2 separate regions of the Mus musculus genome follow, and region 1 is linked to region 2. The links are chromatin contacts, called in public Micro-C maps. All regions are on one chromosome and are shown on one strand. The core of a region is the stretch at or near the end of the contact, and the rest is flanking DNA. Distances in the headings are between cores, read along the strand shown. Region 1 holds the start of Rnf152 (ring finger protein 152). Region 2 holds the start of Cdh20 (cadherin 20).

Evidence for each region. A called contact is a pair of places that touch in the nucleus more often than the background predicts.
Region 1: a contact with region 2 is called in a Micro-C map of embryonic stem cells, with 2.6 times the contacts expected there. The contact joins the promoter of Rnf152 here to the promoter of Cdh20 in region 2. A contact is called at or near these places in 1 of 39 promoter capture datasets (embryonic stem cells), 1 of 484 Hi-C or Micro-C datasets (embryonic stem cells) and 1 of 115 datasets of contacts at active chromatin or transcription factors (embryonic stem cells).

What each region holds. Positions count from the first base shown.
Region 1 is chr1:105,354,712-105,361,161 of GRCm38.p6, reverse strand. It overlaps Rnf152 (ring finger protein 152), which reads left to right and starts at 4,452. Exons shown (of 3, transcript NM_178779.4): 1 at 4,452-4,819; 2 at 5,999-6,121. It overlaps Gm17634 (predicted gene, 17634), which reads right to left and starts at 5,155. Exons shown (of 2, transcript NR_151540.1): 1 at 4,257-5,155.
Region 2 is chr1:104,764,923-104,772,325 of GRCm38.p6, reverse strand. Cdh20 (cadherin 20) reads right to left here and starts at 3,806. Exons shown (of 12, transcript NM_011800.5): 1 at 3,428-3,806.

The DNA of each region.
Region 1 (6,450 bases), core at 3,203-5,702, 590 kb before region 2:
TGGGTAAAGGTGAGCCATCACTCAGGAGACAATACTGGCAGGAAGGAAACCAATATTCTTCAAGGGCTGACATCTGAGAAGATGGGACTATGCTACCTCAGAGTCACACCTTGGACACTCAGAGGTACAAAGAACTTTTATAGAAGGAAAGGATGAGTGTAGGACCAAGATCAGGAAGGCAGCATGCTATGCAATTTTGTCATACAGGGGAAGGTCCTGTCATCTAGAACCTGTGGCTTCCTTTTTCTCTTTCATGGTTGACCTTGACCTCTTGGAGCTAGTTAAAACCATATTACTTCTCTCTTATCTAAAGAGTAGAGCAGGTTTGGTGTGTAGCTTAGCGGCATACTGCCTGCACGGCATGCATGGCGCTCTGGGTGTAATCCCCGATGTACAAAACATCAGAGCAACATTCGTGTTTCACACCAATTAACGGATGAGGAGGATGTCACACATCCCAATGTTTTCTAAAGTTCACACTTGCTCTGGGGAGAGATGATTTGGCAGTTGACATCTTACTCTCTTTTTAGGATTGAGGATGCCAGGCAAAAGCAGAGGAAGAAAGACCTTACTTTGACAAGGGCAGCTTGCAAAGCCCCAGTCAGTTCTCCCTCAGCATTGGGTTGCATTTGGGCATGCAGGTATTTGGGCGTGCAAGCGTGAGAGCACAGGACAGGGCTGGTCTAGTTCCTCATCCTCCTTCCTCTTTCTTCTTCCTTGACTCCTTCCTATCCCTGTCCCTCCTTGTTGGATAAGTTGCTGATGGTACAAGTTGAGAGATGATCCTTGCCCTCAAAGACCAGGAAGGAGATCACAAAGTGATCTATGTTCTACATCTGCATCACATTCTTCTATGCAGGTGTCATCCTGATAGAAGCTTTGCCTGGCCATCTAATTGATCTTAGCTCCACCCTAGGTTCCCAGAGATGTCGTGCTCTGCTCAATAAACACTTGTGGAGCATCTCTACTCCACGCTACAGGTACAAAGCTAAGAATTTAGTTCTGCCCTTTACCAAACTTAGGCGATGCAGCATCCTTCAGTGTTGTAGGGCTGACTGGCCTGATCCATTGCCAAGTGCACACCTTCTCTCTCCTCCTGCTGATACTCAGAATGGTTCTTCCACTTTCCCTTGGCATTGTATGGTTCATCATGGTATTGAAATCTTAGTTCCAAAAGCTCCCTGTGAGTGAGACTTCTCTGGCCTAAGGTTTCCCTCAACATACACACCACACACACACACACACACACACACACACACACACACACACACACCCTTCATCGTCCTTTCCCCTCTCATTTCTTTCATGGTCTCACATGTAATTCCTTTTATTATGAAAAGAAATTTTAACTGGAAAGTGAGTTCTGTAACTGCAGGAACTTAGACGAGTGGTTTCCCACCCCACCCTGCATCCTAACCCTCTTGAAACACGGTCCATATTTAATGACTATTGGCTTTTTGAAGGCATCAATATTTGGACCATGTGCACATATATGTGCTGAGGCCAAAGGTTAACCTCAAGTGTTGTTCCTCAGGTGCCATCCAAGCTGATTTATAAAACTGTGTCTCTTCATTGGCTGAGTGAAGGAGCTCACTGATTCAGATAGCCTGGGTCCCCAGCTAACCCCAGAGACCTGCCTGCCTCCATCTCCATAGTGCTACAATTACATAGGATCCGAAGGGCACACAGCCACACTGGCCTTTTCTTGTGCATTTTGGGCAATGAAACACAGGTCCTTATATCTGCACAGGGAGCATTTCACCAACCAAGAAGCTCCCTAGATCCAGCATTGGTATCTTTATCTTGTCTGCAGGTCTGTGCACCTGTCTTTAACCTGGCTCTTCCAGACCTCAGGTGCTCACTTGCTTCTCTTTCACACACATGCACAGTGGGTTGTAAGAACAACAGCAGCTTCTCTGGCAGGACTTTGCCAGCTTGTACTTCGAAACTCAGACTGGTCCTAGCTGCTCTGCTCCTGGGTGCCCCACAGATGAATTTGTTACAACACGTTCTGCCGGTTCTTGCCCTGACTTAGACCGTAGCTACCTGTCCAGATTCTGACCTCCAGTGTGTCTTAGGAACTGCCCCATTGCAGCCTGCCCCAGTTAATTAACCTTCTCTGTGTGACAGCTTTACAAGACTGGACAGAAGGCAGAACACCCATGATGCTCTGTGAATTAAAATCCCAGCCAGTGGAAATGAATAGAGTTGGAGGTGTTAACCTTCTACATGCTGAATTCTTGCATTTCTCACTTCAAAGAATTGTCTAGAAAGCAACTGGGGGGGGGCAGTTTGAAACATTTTAGAATAATTACTGAATCCTGAAATTGCTTTCCTAAAAGCAATCTTGAGAGGCACTCATGCATAATAATATTTCTGGGCTAAGCTCTGCTGGTAAAATGTTGGGGTGTTATGAATCACCTTCTTTATTTCAAGTCCCTGACCAACATCTGAGTTGTTAATACCTTGCCTAGTTTCTCATTATTATTTTTTTCCAGAGTCCACAACATGGCTCAGTGAATAAGATGCCTGTCCTAGATTGCCTGATCCTAGATTGATGATCTGAGTGCAGTCTCATGGGGAAGGGGAGAACGGAGTCTTGAAAGTGCAACCTGTCCTCCATACCTATACTGTCACCGGTGTGCACCCCTCTCCCTAAATAAAATATAACTAAAAACTAGGAATTCCAGTTCTTAGGAAAATGAGGCAGGAGGAGTACCAGAATGGTCTGTGCTGCCTGATAAATTCCAGCTTAGCCTAGGCTACATGTATGAGACTCTGCCTCCAAAAGGCCTTTTTAATTTTTTTATTAAAAAAAATTATTTTTTTGAGACAGGGTTTTTCTATGTAGCCCTGATTGTCTAGAACTTGCTCTGTAGATCAAGCTGGCCTCGAACTTACAGAGATCCTTCTGCCTCTGCAGGAGGTCTGTACAACCTCCACTGGGCTAATCCCACCCCCACATTGATGGTGAAGTTAAAGATATTCTTGCAAAGTAACCTTAGGTTCCTAAGACATGCATGCAGAGCCTCTGTGGGTGCTGTAGAGGTGATAAGGGAACAATGGAGCAAGAGTCTGCCTGGTGACTGGAGGAAGCAGAGCTCCTACTGGGATCCAGAGACTGCAAGCTTTGTGGGTCTCCCGGATGCAGGTCCCCCCCCCGCCCCCCCCCCCGCGCCCCCGCCTCCCGATGTGTTAATAGCCTGATTGGAACACCAATTCACAAGTTGTACACGTGGGACAAAGCAAGTAGGACCAGCTGCCAACACGGATTCATTAGCTCATACAGAGCCATCATGGGTCTCAGGACTTCTGGAACAACAGCAGTTCTCAACCTGTGGGTCACAACCCCTTCAGGGGTCACAAAAGACCATTGGAAAACACAGATAGTTGCATTCTGATTTGTAACAGTAGCTAATGTTGCTATATGAAGTTAGCAACAAAAACAATTTTATGGCTGGGGGGGTCACCATAACATGAGCAACTGTGTTAAAGGGTCACGGTATTAGGAAGGTTGAGAACCACTGCTGTGTAAGAAGGAACATAGGACCCATGAAGGGAGCCCAGTACCTGAAGTCTAGAAGAAGCCATTTGCTCTGTGCATTAACAGAGCTCCTTTAGCTGAACCACAGAGATGAGGAGACATAACTCAGGTCAGTTTTCAGTTTCTTAATAGAATGGATCCCAAAAGGCCCCAGAACTCAGGCATGGTGCCCCAGACCAGCAGGGGACACCTATCTCCCCTTTTCTCCACTATATGTTAAGTGAAAAAGCAGGAAGAGACCTTATCTTTAGATTCTCCTGGGGTTACATGACATTAAAAGCATATCCCAAAGGTAAGGGCTTTGTTTCTGTTTAGGAGTACAGAGGATAAATCCAGATTCATGCACCCTAGGCAAGCAAGCACTTTACCTCTGAGCCTGAAGTTGGGTTTTAAGGTGGGCAATAGGGTAAACTTAGTAGACCCTCTAGGCTCCTTCCTGTTCACCTCTCCTGTGAGCTTCCTTTACACAGGAGGTTGAGGTGTGAGGTGTCCCTGTGGGGCTCTTTGGGAGCATATCCCGTTCCATGCTGACAGGTTCCTGCCCTTGTTGGGTTAGTGAACTTTCAGGGGCAGCCAAAAAGAACCCAGGGGAAAGGCAATAGCCTAGACTCCTCCCTCTCCCCTGTGGTCTTGAGTCCAGAGCCGCAGCTGGGTCACCACCTTGGCCAGTCCCAGTCGTTCTAGCCTGTGGTGCTCGGCCTCTAGGTCACACCTGATACCGTTCAGGTCCTCCTTCCGTGCTCGGTCCAGGTGCTCGCTGGTCTACGGTGGGTAGAGGGCGCGTCCCTGCTTCCCCACCCACACCAAGAGGTTGGCCACTGGGGACCGACCGACAGACAGACAGTCGGACGTGCCGGCCAAGCTGCCGGGTGGAGTGCGGGAGGGGGTGGAGCCGCCGGGGAGGGGCGGTCCGCGGAGCAGAGCTCACTCAGCCTCCCGCTCCCTTCAGTGCTTGGGTCTCTGGGGGTGACACCAAAAGCTTCCGCTCAGTGTCCGGTGCCTGGCGGCGGGTGTCCGATCGTGGAGGCGGAGGACAGCCGGGCAGGTGGAGGGCGCCGCCTGAAGCCAAAGGAGAGACGAGCAGGGCTGGGCTGCGGGAGGCGCTGCCGCCACTCTGCCCGCGCTGCCCCGCAACCTGCGGCGGGAGGAGCAGGCAGCAGCCGGCCCTCAGCGCTCGTCTAGCAGAGCGCAGCGGGCAGTGCGGACCCCCGGGATGCTTCCGACGTTGCTGCAGCCGCCGGCGGCGTAACAGAGCCGAGCCTGCTGCTGAGAGAGGTCAGTGAGTTTCGGTTTGTTTTCCTGTTCAGTGTGCTCCCAGGTCCCGGGTGCAGAGGGGACTCGCGTGGAAGGCTGTGCCTAGGAGAAAGCGGGAAAGGGCAACGGTAGCCTGAGATATAACTGGAGGTTCTTCCTGGACTATGATTGGGGTGGTTTGTTTGGTTAAAGGAGTGCGGAGCTGGAGAGGCGTCTCTCGAGGAGGTGGTCCCGGGAGTTGGGTTTTCCTCGGGCTTTGCTTTGAGTTGGGAGCGCGATGGGGTCATGGCAGCTGACTCTGGTTCCTCGGAGTCCTGGGATGCCCCCTGGAGCTCTGGTCCCGGGAGCTCGCCTCATGCACGCGCCGCACGCGCCCTTGAGGTGCGCGCACATCCCTGCCGTGCCCCCCCCCCCCCCCCAGCATTCTCAAGCCCTGGGTCGTCCCCTCCAGTCCTGTCCTGCCTTCCTACTCCCGATTCCTAGCTAGAAGTTGCCCCCAAGCCATTATTGGAAAAGGGGGCCGAATGGAGGGCCAGATTCTGGGGGTCTTTTGTGCGGACCCACGGGCCTGGGGCGCTTGCTTCTGGAAGGACAGCAGCAGGACAAAGCCGGCAGGACTTGTGGGGAGCTTCTCCACAGTGTTGGTTTGGGATCCCGCCTACCGTGGGGGTGTGGTGGGGGAGTGCTGCATAGATTTGGAAACAGTAGGGTAATTGACAAAACAGAGACAGTGACTTGAGGTGGTGGCCAGGCAACGAAAGGATACTCTCAGATGCATCCCTGATTGTGTGTGTGTGTGTGTGTGTGTGTGTGTGTGTGTGTTTGTCTGGGCAGGCGACTACATGCCCCGCATTGCTAGCTGTGTGGGCTTAACTCGTGTATTTTGCTAGCATTTTGCCTTAAAAAGATGATGGTATTCTCCATCCTGACTCCTATATTTCTGAGGCATTACGGTTGATGGTAGCCGCTTTACCGCGGGATAACTTGGGGGCGCGGCAGGGGGGGCGTAGACTGCAGAGGAGCCAGGAGGTGATTATTTATCCAGGAGAGCCTTAATGACCCTTCCCTGTTTTACCAGTCTTCTACCCCCCATTCTCATCCTCTCGGGACGCCTACTCGTGTTCCAGTGGTCTCGGAGGGTGCTTGGATTTCTGTCTGTGCTGGGAGTATCTAACTATTACTGCATGTATTTCACTGCAGGCTGAACAAAGCTGGGTCTCAATCGCGCTTCCTGCTTGTCAGCCTCTTGTCTCCCAAACGCTTACTGTTTCCACTTGATGTCAACACGCAGAAGGGGGTGAAAGGGACGCGTGACAGATTCAGGTAACCCCAATGATCTGGGTAACTGCCTGGGTGTCTCTGGGTCATTTGGGCCCACAGCGCTGACACAGGGCTGCCTGGGTGTTTCTGCTTTCACAGCATTTGTATTTGTGAGGGAGTAGGGGCCACCCAAGCAAGCAAAAAAAGTCTGTCCTACCTTTGGGACTTCACTCGAATGTCTTGTTCCACCAACATTGCAAATGACTTCATCCTTTCCTTTTGGAGAGGTCACTGGGAGCCACTTATATTGGACCTGTATTAGTTCCACTGGATGGTGTGAATTTTGATGCTGTCAGTACACAGACAGTTGTACATAAATATGGGTTTGGATA
Region 2 (7,403 bases), core at 2,557-5,056:
ACCAAGTGCTGCCACGAAGTAAATGAAGGGAAAATGAAAGTAGTAAATGCCACTTTCTTATGTCCCCAGTTGCTCTTATTTTTGTTGCTTTGCAGCCCTGATTGCAGCACTGCAGGTTAGAATGGACAGTTAGCTGTAATTATTCCAGTCACACCACCTCACAATGAAATCTTTATCCCGTGTTTACAGCCGCCTTTGGCAGAGGCTGTCTTGCTGTCTCTAAACTAAGAAGAACCACCCTTTGGCTCCTCTCGGCATCAGCTGCCTGAGTTTCAGGCTGGGATCCCAATAATCAGACTTCTTTTTCTTCCAAAGTGGACTTCTTCTTTTTTTTTTTAAGGGTGAAAAGACCTATTCTCATCACCCCCCATATATCCTGGCTGATTTATGTCCTAGCCACAGCAGCTCTTCCTTCCGTGTCTCTGTACATTTTACCTCCTTCCCTAGACTGCTACTAGACAAACCACATTTTAAAGTTCAAGACTGTACAACTAAGTAAATAAAATGCTTGAGTAAACAGTTCTCATTACTATGAGGGGGAAAACGTAAGAATTGGTAGATGGGTAGAGAGAAATCAGGGTTTTATTTTCATTTCAAAACTCTCAACTTTCTAGCTCAAAGGCCTTTCTCTAGCTTTGTCACCAGAAGACATCAGTGTTTCTCAGTGGCTCTCTTGATGAGGTCCAGCCATTTATTTAAATTCATCAACAGCTGTAGACTAGCAGCTCCTGAATGAGAGGAAAATTGAGAATCACATCAGGGTCTGCAAACAGACTTCTGAGTCCTCTGGGATGGTAAATACTTCCCTGTTCCAGTCTGGAAGAAGAAAAAAAGAAGTCCTTCCAGTGCAAAAGTCAGGAGCAGGCACTGCCATCACTTAAAGTGATGGTCGTCAACTTTCCTAACGCTGCAACCCTTTAACATAGCTGCTTATATTGTGACTACAATAATAAAATTATTTATGTTGTTACTTCATAACTCTAATTGTAAATCTCTGTGTTTTCCCATGGTCTTAGGTGACCCCTGTGAGTCACTTGGCCCCCAAAGGATGCAAACCACAAGCTGAGAACCACTGATTTGAAGTTTCCTAACAGAGGTAGCAAAAGGACCCCTCACACCATCTGATGGAGTGAATCAGAGCACACAGGAAAAGCCATGCTGGGTTCACTCATCATTCTAGAACACTTAACTGCTCTGCACCTTACCTCCAGTCTTGAAAGCCCAACTGGCAGACATTCTCCTAGCAACCCTCAGTCTCTCCTCTCAACCCCCAGCGCTAACGACAGTCACAGTGCCTCTCTGGTGAGAACTGGGTCATATAATTTTACTGAGGAGAAAGGTAGGAGGGGAGTGGTCCAGTCGTACAAACATTGAATAAATTCCCCAGCAACTCTCCCCAAATTAAAGATAACTTTCCCACAAGTATGCACAAAAATGTCAAGAACGCTAAGTCATTTTTTTATGATTGTACTTTGCTTTTCCATTTTAATGTCACACTGCCACATGGCACACTTGCTAAAAATGTACCTCCTTAACCTGTGCAGTAGCAAACTTTTCACAGAACATTAACATGTCGTAGTTTATAGACTGTCCTTTCTCAGTGTGCTCAAAGCACTTTCTAAAATACAAAATTAGACCATCTCCTGAGTAGAGTCCCATCAGAAAGACTGCTCAGTGCGTTGGCAAAGGGGAAATCGGAAGCACAGTAAAGGTCACCCCAAAGTCAGTGGCCACAGCCCAGCTGACTCTAGGAGCTTGATTTCATTTATCTATGTCCTACTTGCACACTATTTGTCTCTCTTTCTTCTTTGGCAGGAAAGGATGTGGGCAGCACAGAGGTTTGACCTCATCTCCTGCACGCAGTGACTGCCAGGACTTCCATAGTCCTGCCTTGTTTTCTGCTTCCTCAGCAGGGCCAAGCCTGTGCCCTGGAACAGATCTGATCAAGGGCTAAGCCAAGAGGGTAGCAACCAACCTCAGGTGTCCTTGAGGCTTCCTCCTAAAACTAAAGGGAAGGTTGCTCACACTAGGAAGCTCAAAAGGCTGTAGGGGTTCTGTAACTGGAAGCAAGTGAGTACCCGGGGCAGCAGAAGGAAAAGCTGGGTCAAGTATGGAGTTCAGGGTGGCTCTGCCTCCACCTTGAGAAGAGACAGGACGGATTGTGGATAGGGAAACAGTGCCTTGCATTACTGTTAAGACTTTCTGTTGTTTGTGCTGTTCTCAGCTAGATACAGTTCACAATCCTCTGCCAGGTCCCTGACACTACAATTCTGAGGCATTTGTTTTCTTTGATGGAGGCAAATCAGAGACCAGAGGAGGTCCGCTTACATTATGTGAGGGACAGCGCTTACAGACTCAATTTCCCTGCTATTATCAAAGTCCCAAACTCCAATCTTCCTGATGTCCAAGCATGTAAAAACAACGTTAATAATAATTGTTTTGATTTCACAGTAAACTCCGAATCTACGAATCTACCCAGCGCTTAACTCCTCTATTCTCGCGTGCCAGGGTTCCAGCCCCACTTCCTCCTCCCGTACATAAGCTCAGCTAGGAAATCACTAAAAGACTCTGGCGTTGCCTTAAAGCTGTAACCCTCCCCCCCCCCCCACCCCCTTCCCATATTCAGCTGCCACAGCTTGGAGGCCAGCAAAGCTTCTGTCTTAGTGCTAAGGACAGTTTGCGATATCGCGGAGGCATTTTCTTTGTAGATCTGAATGTTTCACCTTCTCTGACTCCTTTACTCGCCCCATCACCTCCGGGCTCTTCCAAACACCACCAGCAGGACAAGCAGAGCTCAAACCACCCGCGCTCCATTAAGAGCTTTCCCAGGGATTGCCAGGACTGTGAGACAGGAAATCCGGGGAGTTGGTGATGTCCGGCAGGTGGCAGGGACTAGAGTCACCACCACACCACATTCTCCTCCCACCGCTGAGCTTTGTTGCAGCGGCGCCTCTCATCCCAGAGCCAGGATCGGTCACTGGGTGCCTAGGATCCTCAGCTCTGAGCACAACTACCTCGTTGGGGACTCGGGCATCCTCTCCCTTGGCAGTATGGAGATGCTGGTGACCTCAAGGGAAGCGAAGCGCCCAGGTTAAGCGCTCTGGCACCCCGCGCTCCCCATGTCACCATCATCCAGCGAGCACATTCCAGTGCACAGCACCCTCCACCTGCCTGGCTATTCCGCTGTGCAGCAGCTTTCTTACACACAGAGCATGCCACTAGCTGAGTACATCCCTTCCTGCACCCTGTCCCCGAAAAGTCCCAGGAAGTGGAACCCAGGTCGGCAGGGAGGTCCCCTAGGCGGCGGAGAGTTGAGGGGAAGGCGCTAAGCAGAGCTGGACTGTGCACAGTGCACCTGGCTTCCCCAGAGTGACCTCTTGTGCCTGGGGCCAGATGCATGGGGACCGACGGGAGCCCTCAGCTTTACCTGGCACAGCCGGCGACTCTCCAGAGACGTGGAGACTCCGTAGTGGCGGGTGTCCAGCTCATATCGCTGCCTTCCTCATTGGGCGAACGGGTGTCCTGCCGAGTCCCTTCGCCTCAGCTCGCCTCTGTGCCCCCGCCCCACCCCCTTCCCCCCAAGTCAAAAGTGTCACAGCTTTACAGCCTTCGGATGTTTCCAAAGTCTCCGCTCGATCTCTGGCAGTGGAGAGCTGATGACAAGAGCAGCAAATCCGCTGATGCCCACGGCCCTCAGCTCTCTGCCAGGAGGGTGAAAAGAGCTGCCTGGTTCTTCTGGTCACCGTCCTTTAAGACCAGCGCGCGGTCCGCTTCTTCCCCTCCTTCGCGCGTTTTCTAGCCCGAGTGGCTGCCTCCTGCGTGTACCGCGGGTCTTGTTTCCCCGCTCATGAATATTCTGACAGAGGCTAATGCCGTTGAAGTAAATTGAATTAGCCAATTGGTGCCAGGAATGTGCGCTCCTTCCTTCTGAGGAGCTGTCTGGAACCACACCAGAAGAAAGCAATTAAAGTCCGGTTGGCACCCCGTGGTTTAGACCAGCGAGGGGCAAAATGGGTTAATTCTTTAAATGCAGTTTAAAAACCGCATTTAAATGTTTAAACTCCTTTATTGGCTGGGGGAGTTAGAAAGTGCTAACCCAGAGAGGGATGAAAGGGAACAGAGGGCAGGAAGACACCAGTGTGAGTGTTGGGGGTAGGGGTGGGAGTACATCTAAACTTTGCCAGGAAGTTGAGGTGACTTATTTTGAGAAGACTCTGGATTCTGGAAGAAGCAGTCCACGATAAGAACAGAAAAAGAGAAAAAAGAAGGGGTCTGAGAGAAGATGGTGTTAACACTTTGACCTTGAGGATTCAGCCCCACTCCATTGACAGTTTTCAGAGAATGGGTCCTGGGGAGATGAGAGAGGCAGCTTGATTCGTGGACTGTTTAGAAAATGTCATGATTTCTTTATCCTCATAGCACTATTACAGTTTTCGGTGTATGGGTTAAGTAGGGATGTTGTGAAGTCATCTTCTGTCAATCATTCAGAACGATTAGGGAGATTTAGCTCAGTGTGTAGTGAGTGTCTCCAACAAGATGTTCAGTTTGTTTCCCACAGCCCGCATGAAAAAACAAACAAACAAGCCAAATTAAACTAAGCCAAAACAAAACAAAATAAAAAACAAACCAACAAACAAAAGGAAAATGGAAGCACCAGATAGAGACAAGTGGATCAAGGGTGAGCCCTGGGGCTCACTAACCAGCCAGCCCAGCCCACTTGGTGAATTCCAGGCCAATAAGAGATCCTGCTTCAAGTCAATCAACCAATCAAACAGTACCTGAGGGATTTGGTTTAGGCATGATCAATCTAGAAGGCACTTCCTGTTTCACAGTTCTGACCTTTCTTCCTGAGGTCACGTAGAAAGCATGTTTAGAAAGGACCACTTCCATTCCTACCCCGAGTGGGAGGTTACTGAGGCAGGAAGGGTTACTAATTGCAGCTTTGGTACAGCTGACCAGCAGCTAAGATTCTACTTGATTCTGCCTGTCTACTTCCCTACAGTACTCCGGTGAGAGCTTTTTGGGTTTCTTCCCATCATTGAGCTCCCAAATAAAGAACTTAGTCTGCTTGGATTAGTACGTTATTCAAAGATTGATCATGCAAATGCTCTGTGGCCAAATGATCTATATAAACAACCAATAAAACTGTGTACTTAAGTAACCACTACAATTCTCAAGGGCAGGACGATATTAAATGTTCTAGTTAAGGCAACTGGGCCATTTCTGAGATTTCAGGATGCCTAGAAGCAGGACTCAGAGTTGTAACAATATAATTATCAATACTGAGCAGCTAATGTTTATTGAGAAGTAGTGTGACAGATTTGTTAAACTTAAGTCATCTCATCCAATCATTCTAAATATTATCATCAGAATCTGTTAGAGTGTTGTACAATTTAGTAGATAAAGCAGATGAGGCCTAAAAAGCTATCAGAATGCCTAAGCAACAGAACTTGTAGGTGCTAGGAACAGTAATTCAATACAGCCCCTTAGCAGTTCCTTGACATTAGGCCACCAGTAGCTTATAATGCCTTTAAGTCTAAAGAGAGAAATTTTCTCCCAATTTTATGAAGGGACCCATCTTTGATGATAATTCTGTACCAAAACTTGGTGAAAATTCATCAACAAAAATATATTTTATGTTTTATCAAAACACTATAAGAAAACACACTGAGCAATGCATAAAGAGTCATGTTGCTTCTCTATGGCTGTTAAAAAAATGTCTGAGAAGTCAACTTAAAGGAAAAAAGATTGAATTTTGGGTCAAAGTTTTAGCTTTTCAGTCCACAGTCCGTGACTCTGTGGATTCTGGGCCTGTGATGAGACAAAAGGCGCTGGTAGTGGTGTCTCAAAGAGGAAATACTCATTTCACAAAGGCCAAGAAGCAAAGAGTAAGGAAGTTTCTGGATCTAGGAATCTGCTTCGAAAAGCATGTCCCTGATGACCCCCTTCTTCCAGCTGGGATTCAGATCCTCCCAAAATAGCATCAGAAGCTGGGGGTCAGGCACACAACACAACCTGTGTGGGACATTTCATTTCCAAGTTAAAGCAAGAAGTTAACTCATTCGCCTTATGCTTCTGGGTATGGGGAAGTGTTAGAACATGGTGCTGGTGTCTAGTGAGGATTTTCTTGCTGTATTTAAAGAGAGTGGGTACCACAACACAGGAGAGATGAAAACGTGTGCCTGCCTCTCTCGCCCTTATAATGTCCTCATCCTAATGACTTTACCTAACCTTAGTTAAAATAGACTCCATCTCTAACTATCACTAAAACATGACTTCAGATATTAAGTTTCTAACATAAGACGTTTTAAACTGTAGGAAGAGAGTGATAGTTAATAGTATGCTAACTTAGCTGGGTGTTTCTATAAGGTTGTTTGGGGGGATGAGATCAACATTTAAATTTGAATACTGGGTGAAGCAGACTGCCTTTCCCCTTGTGACTGGGTCTTGTTCAATCAGTTGATGATCTCATCAGAACAAGGTCTGTTCTTACTTCAAATAATAGAGAATTCTCTCACATTGTGTCTTGAAAATTATGGCATCAGCTTTGCAGATTTTTAGGCTGGTCAGTTCTTCTATGTGTGTGTCTGTCTATCTATCTATCTATCTATCTATCTATCTATCTATCATCTATGTATCTATCTATCTATCTATCTATCTATCTATCTATCTATTGATTTATCTATGTAGAATATATAATTCTTTTTTAGACAACCTAGACAATATACATGAAAATACATAAATACTACTGCTTATAAATTTACCGTCAACATCAAATATCTGTATCCTGTCTAATTGCCTAACAAATATTACACAATAAAACTTAATCTTTTAAACATTTTTCAGACTCATTCTAATAAGAATAAGCATAATTTTCAGTTTTATCATGAGTTATTAGATTTAGATAAAGTTTTGTTTTTAGTGAACTAAAAGATGGACTATAATATTTAGAGTTAGGCAGAATTTATAGATGCTGCATAAAGAGAGAGACTATAATTTCAGCTTATAATTGAAAAATGGTCAAGTTAAATTAGATCTCCAAATCCAACAGTTAGTGAATATGCACCAAATGTAAGGTATTAATGCTGATATTTTCTGTAAAAGTTCATAGCTAAATCAATTTAAACAATTGTAACCTGCTGTGTTTTATACCATGAAATGTTATGTTGTTCAAAATTCTTATTTCAAAAAGTACATGACTACTTTACCTCTATACCTCCTTAGGACTTTGCTCCTCATGATGCCTCCCTTGTAAATCTCTGAGGGTTCATGCTCTAACCTAGAGCATCCTCAGGAGTTGGATGCAACCTTCCACAGACAAGTCTTCAGATGTGGGTATATTACATATATATATAAATGATTTCATATTAACGATTTTAGATTCCATAGATTATTATCAGGCT